Regions from separate parts of the Sus scrofa genome. Here region 2 is linked to region 1. A link is a contact called in public Hi-C data. All regions are on one chromosome and are shown on one strand. The core of a region is the stretch at or near the end of the contact, and the rest is flanking DNA. Distances in the headings are between cores, read along the strand shown.

Evidence for each region. Hi-C and Micro-C count contacts between places; a contact is called where the count stands out from the background.
Region 2: a Hi-C map of omental adipose tissue shows a contact between it and region 1, with 1.6 times the contacts expected there. The contact joins two enhancer-like sites. A contact is called at or near these places in 16 of 47 Hi-C or Micro-C datasets (alveolar macrophages, embryonic fibroblasts, fetal heart ventricle and 10 more) and 2 of 2 datasets of contacts at active chromatin or transcription factors (alveolar macrophages and skeletal muscle).

The regions. Positions count from the first base shown.
Region 1 is chr7:67,254,484-67,258,962 of Sscrofa11.1, reverse strand. The region is part of intron 4 of AKAP6 (A-kinase anchor protein 6); the gene reads left to right. Among named protein-coding and RNA genes, the nearest start is that of AKAP6, 210 kb to the left of the region's middle. Within about 2 kb of position 1,897, at least 22 of the 83 cell types and tissues checked have an H3K27ac peak or open chromatin away from gene starts, as enhancers often do. A contact at or near this core is called in omental adipose tissue, where this site is marked.
Region 2 is chr7:67,600,520-67,604,981 of Sscrofa11.1, reverse strand. The region is part of intron 1 of ARHGAP5 (rho GTPase-activating protein 5); the gene reads left to right. Among named protein-coding and RNA genes, the nearest start is that of ARHGAP5, 29 kb to the left of the region's middle. Within about 2 kb of position 1,396, at least 2 of the 83 cell types and tissues checked have an H3K27ac peak or open chromatin away from gene starts, as enhancers often do. A contact at or near this core is called in omental adipose tissue, where this site is marked.

The sequences.
Region 1 (4,479 bases), core at 648-3,147:
CATGGTTTCATTTTACTGCTGAGCAGTCTTTTAATGACATACAGTGCCACAGTATTTAATTGAGCAAACCTTTCAAAAGGAGGAAAAATAGGCATTCCCTCTGTGGCTCAGTGGGTTAATGATCCGGCTTGACTCTGGCGTTGCTGGTTTGATCCCCAGCCCAGTACAGTGAGTTAAGGATCCAGCATTGCTGCTTCTGTGGTATAGGGCGCAGATGCAGCTCAGATTTGGCTCAGGTTCAATCCCTGGCCTGAGAACTTGCAACAGCAGATGAGGACAAAAAAGAAATAAAAATAAGTAGAAATATTATCTTTATAGAAACATAGTTAGAACAAAAAGCAGAGTTCCCTGGTGGCCTAGTGGTTAAGGATCTGGCATTGTCATTCCTGTGGCTTAGGTCATTGCTGCAGCTTGGGTTTGGAACATACCTGGCCCAGAAACTTCTGCCTGCTGCATGTGTGGCCAAAAAATAGAGCAAAAAGCAAAGACCAAAATTCTTTTTACAAAAACCAAACCTCAAAATACAGAGTAAAAAGCTATAATACTATGTAAAAAAATCACCAAATACAATTATTTTCAGAAGTAAACATTCAATGAGTTCTCTGGGGGCTCAGCTGATTAAGAATCCAACATTGTCACTGCTGTGGCTTGGGTTGCTGTTGTGGTTTGATTCCTGGCCCTGAACTTCCACATGTTGCAGGTGCAGCCAAAAAAAAAAAAAAAAAAAAAGGCTAGCTAATAGCAAGCCTTTATCAAATAAATCATGCTCTCAAATTGAAACAAATAATTTTGATAGATATGAAATCTAAATCAACCAAGATAATATTATGGTTTAGTGATGGTTTGTCGAACGGTTGGGTCAAAATAACTATTTCAAAATAGATACCTTGAATTGTCATGTATCTGTGGGTGGCAGGGCTAGTCATCACCAGAGTCAGAAAACGGTATCATGTCCATGGACTTCAAATATAACTCTTAATGGACTTGCTTCTTCTTTAGTGCTAATAATTATATTCATTTTAGTCAAAGAAAGATATTGTCTTACTCAAGAGGAGAGAATAATACATATTAGGATAAATAATTTAATATGAAAAAAAAATCAATGATCTTCAAGCTGTGATATCCAAACTACTTTGGAAACTCCAAAAATTTTAATAGATTATACATTTATACATGGTATGGTTTCAGAGACTGACCCCCTACCCCCCTGTTTTTTTTTATTGCTTTCTGTCTGAAATTCTATCAAGCCCATGAGGTAACTTACTCATATTGGTCAGGGAGCTCTGAGAAACAACTGTATTTGTCATTGGATAAGTAGAAAAATGGAAAAAATAAGAATTTATAAATAAATTTAGCTTTTCCAACAGGTAGAGTCTTTCAGAATATGGCGTTTAAGATGGGAAAGGATTTGCTATAATGAGATGGCTAACAAAAGAGTTTTCCTGGTGAAGCCAGCACTGTGGAATCACTGAGGTAGTCTACAGGATAGGGCCTTATCTGTAGTGGATTAAGGATCCGGTGTTGTCACTGCAGTGTCTTGTGTTGCTGCTGTGGCCCAGGTTTGATCCCTGCTCTGGGAATTTCCACATGCTGCAGGCATAGCCCCCCTAAGAAGAAAAGAAAAAAGAAAAAGAATAGGGCCTTCTCATTTACTGAGTAGGACCTAAGAAAACTCAGTATAGAAGAAATAGATTTTGATCAAGTCCGGGAGGGAGTGGGCCTGAATCTTCCCTCCCAATGCGCATTTTTAGCACCTGATATGGTAAAGTCAGCAGGAGTCCAAACCTTATCTTAGCTGCTTCACATTTTAGCCCTCAAATGGCCCTGGTGTAGACTAGAGGCAGCTCATTAACAAGAAACTTGTCTTGACTGAGAGTTCTCTGAACAGCACCTATGGCGAGAATACCCTTTTCTCTCATTCTCAGCACTAGGTCAGGGCAGGCAAAACCAGAAATCCCAGGCTTCTTATTACTCTGGGATCAAACTTTAGACTTCAACACAGTGCTGAATGAGAGTGAAACCAAACAGAAAGATACTTGTGTGATGACCACACTGGAAATTCTTCCCTGTGTGCTGCAGGGGCTGACATCCTGATAAAGTTCAGGCGCCTGGTGAAGCTGCACAGATGGGGCCTGGTCTCTGGACTACATGCTTCTTGTCTACATCATAAACATGAATTTCTGAACTGTTCCTGTTGACGTTCTCATTTCTGTTCAGAGGCTGTAAACCTTAATTATATAGTGGGACCCAAACTATGACAAAAGAGAAAATTTAAACATTTCCCTTATGTTCACTTGTCTGAAACCTTCCTTTCCCAACTTTGCAAGGCTGATCTGGTCATCATTTTAGGAAATCACAGTAATTTACTTTGTAAGGCAGGGATTCCATCCATTTTGCTGCAGATATTCCCCAGTGATCAAAGTCCCAGCTTGTTCAATCTGCCTACCTTATAGCAAGTTAGTATGAATGAAAAGCCTTGGCAAATATACCTTATTATATAAAAGAAAGTTAACTTGTTCAAGATGGCAATTTTCCTAGTGCCCTAAAGTTGTACGAACAGTTCAAATATCAAATTTACTTTCATTTTCAAAAGGAATCCAAAGCAGAGAAAAATCTACTTAGAAAAGAATTCTTCAGATTAGGATAATAGATCTTCATTCCAATTATGTACATCTTTATATATAGTGTGGTAATTAGCACTTTAGAATTATAATATTGCCCTACTCTTGAGGCTTTTAAATTTCAGGTATATCACTTTCTTTTTTAGTAATATAAGGATAAATACTGACTTCATAAACTTCACAGACAATAATGTTACTTACTTTCTGCAAATGATGGAAGCTGTATAATTGTGTGTTGCTTATGTTATACTTAGCTTTGTATATTCTTGTCTTAGGAGGTTTTTTCTTTTCCTTTTCTTTTTTTTTTTTTTTTTTTTTTTTTGTCTTTTGTCTTTTCAGGGCCACACCCCTGGCATATGGAGGTTCTCAGGCTACGGGTCAAATTGGAGCTACAGCTGCTGGCCTATGCCACAGCCACAGCAACGCCAGATCTGAGCCTCCTCTGTGATCTACACCACAGGTCACAGCAACACTGGATCCTTAACCCACTGAGCAAGGCCAGGGATTGAACCCGCAACCTCATGGTTCCTAGTTGGATTCATTTCCACTGCGCCACGATGGGAACTCCCAAAATTATTATTTAAAAAAGAGAGATTAAGGAGCAGAAAACAAAATGAAGGAATTATTATAAAACAAATAGACTCACAGTTACAGAGGACAAACTAGTGGTTGCCAGAGGGGAGAGTGGTGGAGGGATAGGAAAAGTTGGTGAAGGAGATTAAGAAGTACAAACTATCAGTTATAACATAAATGATCTACAGGGGTATAATGTACAGAATAGGGAATATGGCCAATAGTATTGTAATAACTTGGTGAAGTAATCTATAGAAATATTGAATCACTATGTTATATACCTGAAACTAATATAAGTCAACTATACTTCAATTTTAAAATAAAAAGGAAAATAAGGAGCAGAATAACTTGCTGACAATGAGAGCATGCCAGAAAGATATGCCCACAAAACACAGGAAAATGACACCCAATTTCCAACTGAGCCAAAAGCAATTAAGAAAATGATAGAAGCTATGGAATAAAAACATGAATCAGAATTGGAAGAACTCAGAAGTATGATGATTGAAGAAAAAGAAGATTTTAACAGAGGTAAAAAACTTAGGAAAGAATTAGAAATAAAAGGAAAAAAATTTCAGGAATAAAGATTTTAAGAAAGGAATACAAGGACAAATAATCACAACAGCTAATACCTTAAGGAATCTAAAATATGGAGGAAAGACATTAATAATAGCCCCCAAATGCAAACAGCCCAAGTACTCATTAACTGATGAATAGATAAATAAATTTTCCTTTCTCCATAAAGAAATACTACTTACCAATAGAAATAATGAACTAATTATATATGTATCAACATGAATAAATCTCAAAAACATTATGCTACATATCAGACACAAAAAACTACATGCTATGTGATCCCATTTAAATGATATTCTAGAAAAGGCAAAATATAAGGATGGAAAACAGACCAGTACTTTGGGAGTTTATATATGCGCAAAGAAAGTGTGAAAAAATTTTGGGGGAGATGGAGATGTTCTATATCTTGGAAACACTCCTACTTATACTTGCCAAAGTTTGCCAAAATGATGTGGTTGGCCCTTGAACAATGTGGGTTTGAACTGAGCAGGTTTACTTATTCACAGATATTTTTGTGAATGCTATAGTACTTCACCGATCACGGTTAGTTGAATCCGAGGATGTGGAAGAATTGTGGATATGGAGAGCTGACTATAAGTTTTAACCTCTGTGTTGTTCATAGGTCAACTGCACTTAAAAAAGATTAATTCCATTGTATGTAAACTACCCCTCATTAAAATAAAGAGTTAAAAGGATTTGAGAAAGTATTAGA
Region 2 (4,462 bases), core at 147-2,646, 350 kb before region 1:
TGGTATGGCACCAACCTAAAATCTGCAAAAAAACAAAACCATGTGACTACAAACTTGACAGTAGAAGAGAAAAATGAGTTGACTCACAATACCCCTAACAATCAGAATCTAAGTCTGAAAAATACCATAATCATAAAAGTAGTTTGAGAAAGTTAGTTGTTAGTTAGATTAAGGAGATACTGTTGTCCATGCAAATGCTACATTCTTGAGAAATTTTTATCTATACTTATATCTAACTATATGTCTGTCTATGCTTGTCATGTTTAGAAGGAGACAGTATAAATGATAAAGCTATTATAGAATAATAGAAATGAAAAGACTTATTTGCTCTTCACTAAAAGATATAATCTATGGGCCTAGTTCTCAGTTAAGATCCAATCCTGAGACATAGCTCACTGCAGGCAGGAACCATGCCTTTCATGTTTACATTCCCTTTTTAGCACTTTTTGAAATATAGTGGGTACAAATTGATAGCTGTTGAATGAGAGGAAATATCAAAAATAATATTCCAAAGAGGTGGTCTACCTAAATTTCAAAACTCTTATTGACTGTATTCTCTCTGCCAGACAGTGTAATTTTAAGGAATGTTGTAAATGAGGAAATATGATTGGTATGTGCAGCATTACAAAATATCATGTTTTTTAAAAGTCCAATAAAGTTTGTGGATATATGAGAAAGTATAAACAGATGAATATGTAAGAAAGTATGTATGATAAATATATTTTTTAGAAAGCTACCCAGAGATAGCCCTGTTAATATTTTTATATATTTCCTTCCAGACTATTTAAGTATTCATATACTTTTTATATTTGAACAAATTTGGAATCATATTGAATTTACAAGAAATATCAAACTCCAAGTATATTTCATATATAAAATAATCCAGAGTAAACTAGAAATATTTACCTTATCATCAGCTTACACTTAATATATATCACTTTCAAGTAAAAAGATTTCTCAAAAAAATTAAACTAAACAAATACTAAATGAAATTTGGACCAATGTAATAGGGCAGGGAGGCAGTTAGTAGGAACAGGAGGGTCTAAGGAGAGTTCCAAGTGTCAGCATTCCTAAAGTGTGTCCACTCTGTATGAGGACTTAATTTTCAAATGAGAACCTTTCATTTTAGCAGCTTGCAGAGTATTTATTCTCAGTGTCTTAGTAGAACCTGCTGTGCAAGCATTCCCTCTAAGCTGCAGATGTACATAGCAGCATCTTATTTCTGAAAACACCTTGGCAAACACCTATTACTGTGATGGCTTAGTTAACAATATAAATACTTATCTGAATGGTAGACTATTGGTAGCCAATTACAGCAATTTAAGTGATGAGGTGATGGGGACGGTGAAGAGTTTTACCCTCAGGTAACTTCAAAGAATTGTCAGCAGCCTGTTCCAACACAAGGCGAACTTACAGAACACTGTCAAAGCCAGAGCTCTTTTATTAGAGTTAGGATGACACCTGGGATGCTTACCACAGTCACACAAACCCACAGGCCACACTGCAGATGTACAAATAGTAAATCAGAGGTGAATCCAAACTGAACCAGACCCTTCTCTTTCTAATCCCTAAATCACTGTGGCACATGATTTCTTTGAGGCCAAGAAGTCGCCTTGCACGGCAAAATCCAAAAAGGCATGGCAGTATTTCGAGGTATCAAATGAAAAGATCACTTTGAAGTGCTCTAAAATTGTATTCCCTTAGCTTAAAAGAGTTTAACTCACTTTCAAAAACACTTACTAACTTAAAATGAATTAGGCACCAAGGAGAAGAAGGTTAGCTATAGTAACTCATTTTTGATTGAAATGCCTCAAAAGTCCTGCTCCAGGCTCCTGTTATTGAGAGAGAGATCCCAGTTGTCATGGATCAAGGAGCACATTGCTCACTGTTTAATAGTCCTTCATCCAGATCTTCTGATAGAATAAATGAATATTTTCTACAACAAAATCAAACATGATAGCTGACATGAAACCATCTTGTCTGAACAAGAAAGAAAGAGGAAAGAAAGTCTAAACAACTATAATATTAACAAGTAAACTAGCTGTAAGAATATCCTACAAGAGAAAGCATTTTACTCAATGATGTTGTATCTTTTACAACATTTTGCTAGGAAGTGATTCTTGGAAAGTGTTGGGAAATATTAAACTAAGTCACAGGGATTTTTTGGGGAAAATTCAACCTGAGAATTTTAGATCCAGTGAGGCTAACTCAATTATAAGGCTAACAACCTAGTTTTAAAATAGGCATAAGATTTTAATAGCTATACCAATGGGTAATAACCACATAAAAAGATGCTCAAGGGAGTTCCTGTTGTTGCACAGTGGAAATGAATCCAACTAGGGTCCCAAGAGGATGTGGATTCAATCCCTGGCCTCACTCAGTGGATCAGGGATCCGGTGTTGACGTGAGCTGTGGTGTAGGTCACAAACATGGCTTGGATCCCACACTGCTATGGCTGAGGTGTAGGCCAGCAGCTGCAGCTCTGATTCAGCCCCTACCCCGGGAACTTCCATATGCCATAAGTGCAGCCCTAAAAAGCAAAGAAAAAAAAGATGTCCAACATCATCATTTGTCATTAGGGAAATGTCAATTCAAACTACGTTAAGATACCATTTATCCATTAGAGTGGCTGTAGTAAAAAGACATATGATAACAAGTATTGGCCATGTTGTATAGAAACTAGGACCCTCACACATTGCTGCTGGAAATGTAAAATGGTGCAACCACTTTGAAAAATATTCAGCATTTTCTTATAATACTAAACATAAATTTACTATATAACCCATCAATTTTACCCATAGGTATCTACCGAAGAGAAATGGAAACATACAGCCATGCACATTTGTATGTTCATAATACCATTATCCATAATAACCAAAAAAATGCCAACAATCTAAATACCAACTAACTGATGAATAGATCAAAAATGTGATATATCCATACAAAAGAATATTGTTCAGCAATGAAAAGGAATTACTGATGCCTGAACTCAAAAGTATTATAAGTCAAAGAAGCCAGATGTACGAGGCCGTATATTATGTGATTCCATTTATATGAAATGTCAAGAATATGCAAATCCTTAGAAAGAACATCAATGGATGTCTGGGACTCAAGGTGCAAACAGGACTGACTGTAAATGGGCACAAGGGATGAAAGACATGGGTGAGACCATGAGCAGCCTGAATAGATTACTAAATAGGATTGTGGGACTGAGATTGGCTGCTGGATGGTCTAGACTGCACTGCTGGCTGGGAGGTAGGGCAAAGAGTGATGAATAAATTGTGGGAGTATAAAGTACTGTGGGCTTCAAAACTACAAAGCAGCCTTTTGTCAAAGAAGGTACAGAGAAGCTGTCCTTACAATGAGGATGAGGCTGGCTTGTTCTGGGTAATCCGGGGGTCCAAACCTAATGAAATAGATTTTAGAGATGAGTTTTAGAGAAATGCTATTATTTAGTCTCATCAGGATGAAGTTTTTTGGGTTTTTTTGTTTGTTTCTTATTTTTCTTTTTGTGGGGAGGGATGAGGTATGGACTCAGACAAAACCTACAGAGATGCTAAGAGTAACACCTTTGTCCTGGGTGTGATGGTAGGTGTAAGTGGGTGTTAAGTGTGAACCAGGAAGAAGTGAAACCTGGTCTATGGGCTAACCCTGCAAAATAATTTCAAACACAATAATGTTCAAATGGCAAAGGGACCATTTTAAGGAAATGGAAACTTCACAGAGATTCAATGACTTCTGAATGTCACACAATAAACAGAGCCTGAGATAGCAAATTCAAGTCTCCTGACCTCGTTTGGTGGTTTATTTCACCACAGACTAATTTGCACCCAAGCATTCCTTTCCGCTATAGTAAAACCATCTTTACCTTTTCTTTAAACTAGTAATTGATTGCACTGTACTAAGGATATGGTGGAGGAGGAGTTCTATAAGATTAATGCCTGACTTAGAAAAGCAACCGTCAGTTCCTTGGGGTGATAGAAGCCAAAGTTAACCTAAGTGTCAGCAAATAAATCCACATGGGAATCTATCCAAATGGAACATGTTTTATCATAAACCTTGTGGTCCAAAGGAAAATACCAGAGCACATGGAAAGATCAGCTTGACTTTACCAGCATTAGGGAAACTGTATATTGTCTATACCTGAAAGTTTTAAGCAGTCTTAGTATAGAAAAATAGTTCAAAAATAGAATCTGTGCCATGAGACCATCAACGATATAGGCACTACTATTGGCAAATTTACATAATTTAAAATAAGAAGTCATAGGAGTTCTCTGGTTGCCTACAAGTTAAGGACTTGGCATTGTTACTGCTGTGGCTCAGGTTATTGCTAAGGCTCAGGATTCCATCCCTGGCTCAGGATCTTCCACATGCAGCAGGCAAGGCCAAAAGCAAACCAAAAAAGTCATTAAATATAGTAAAATGTATGTTCTTTGCTGGACTTGATTTGGTTTGTGAGAAC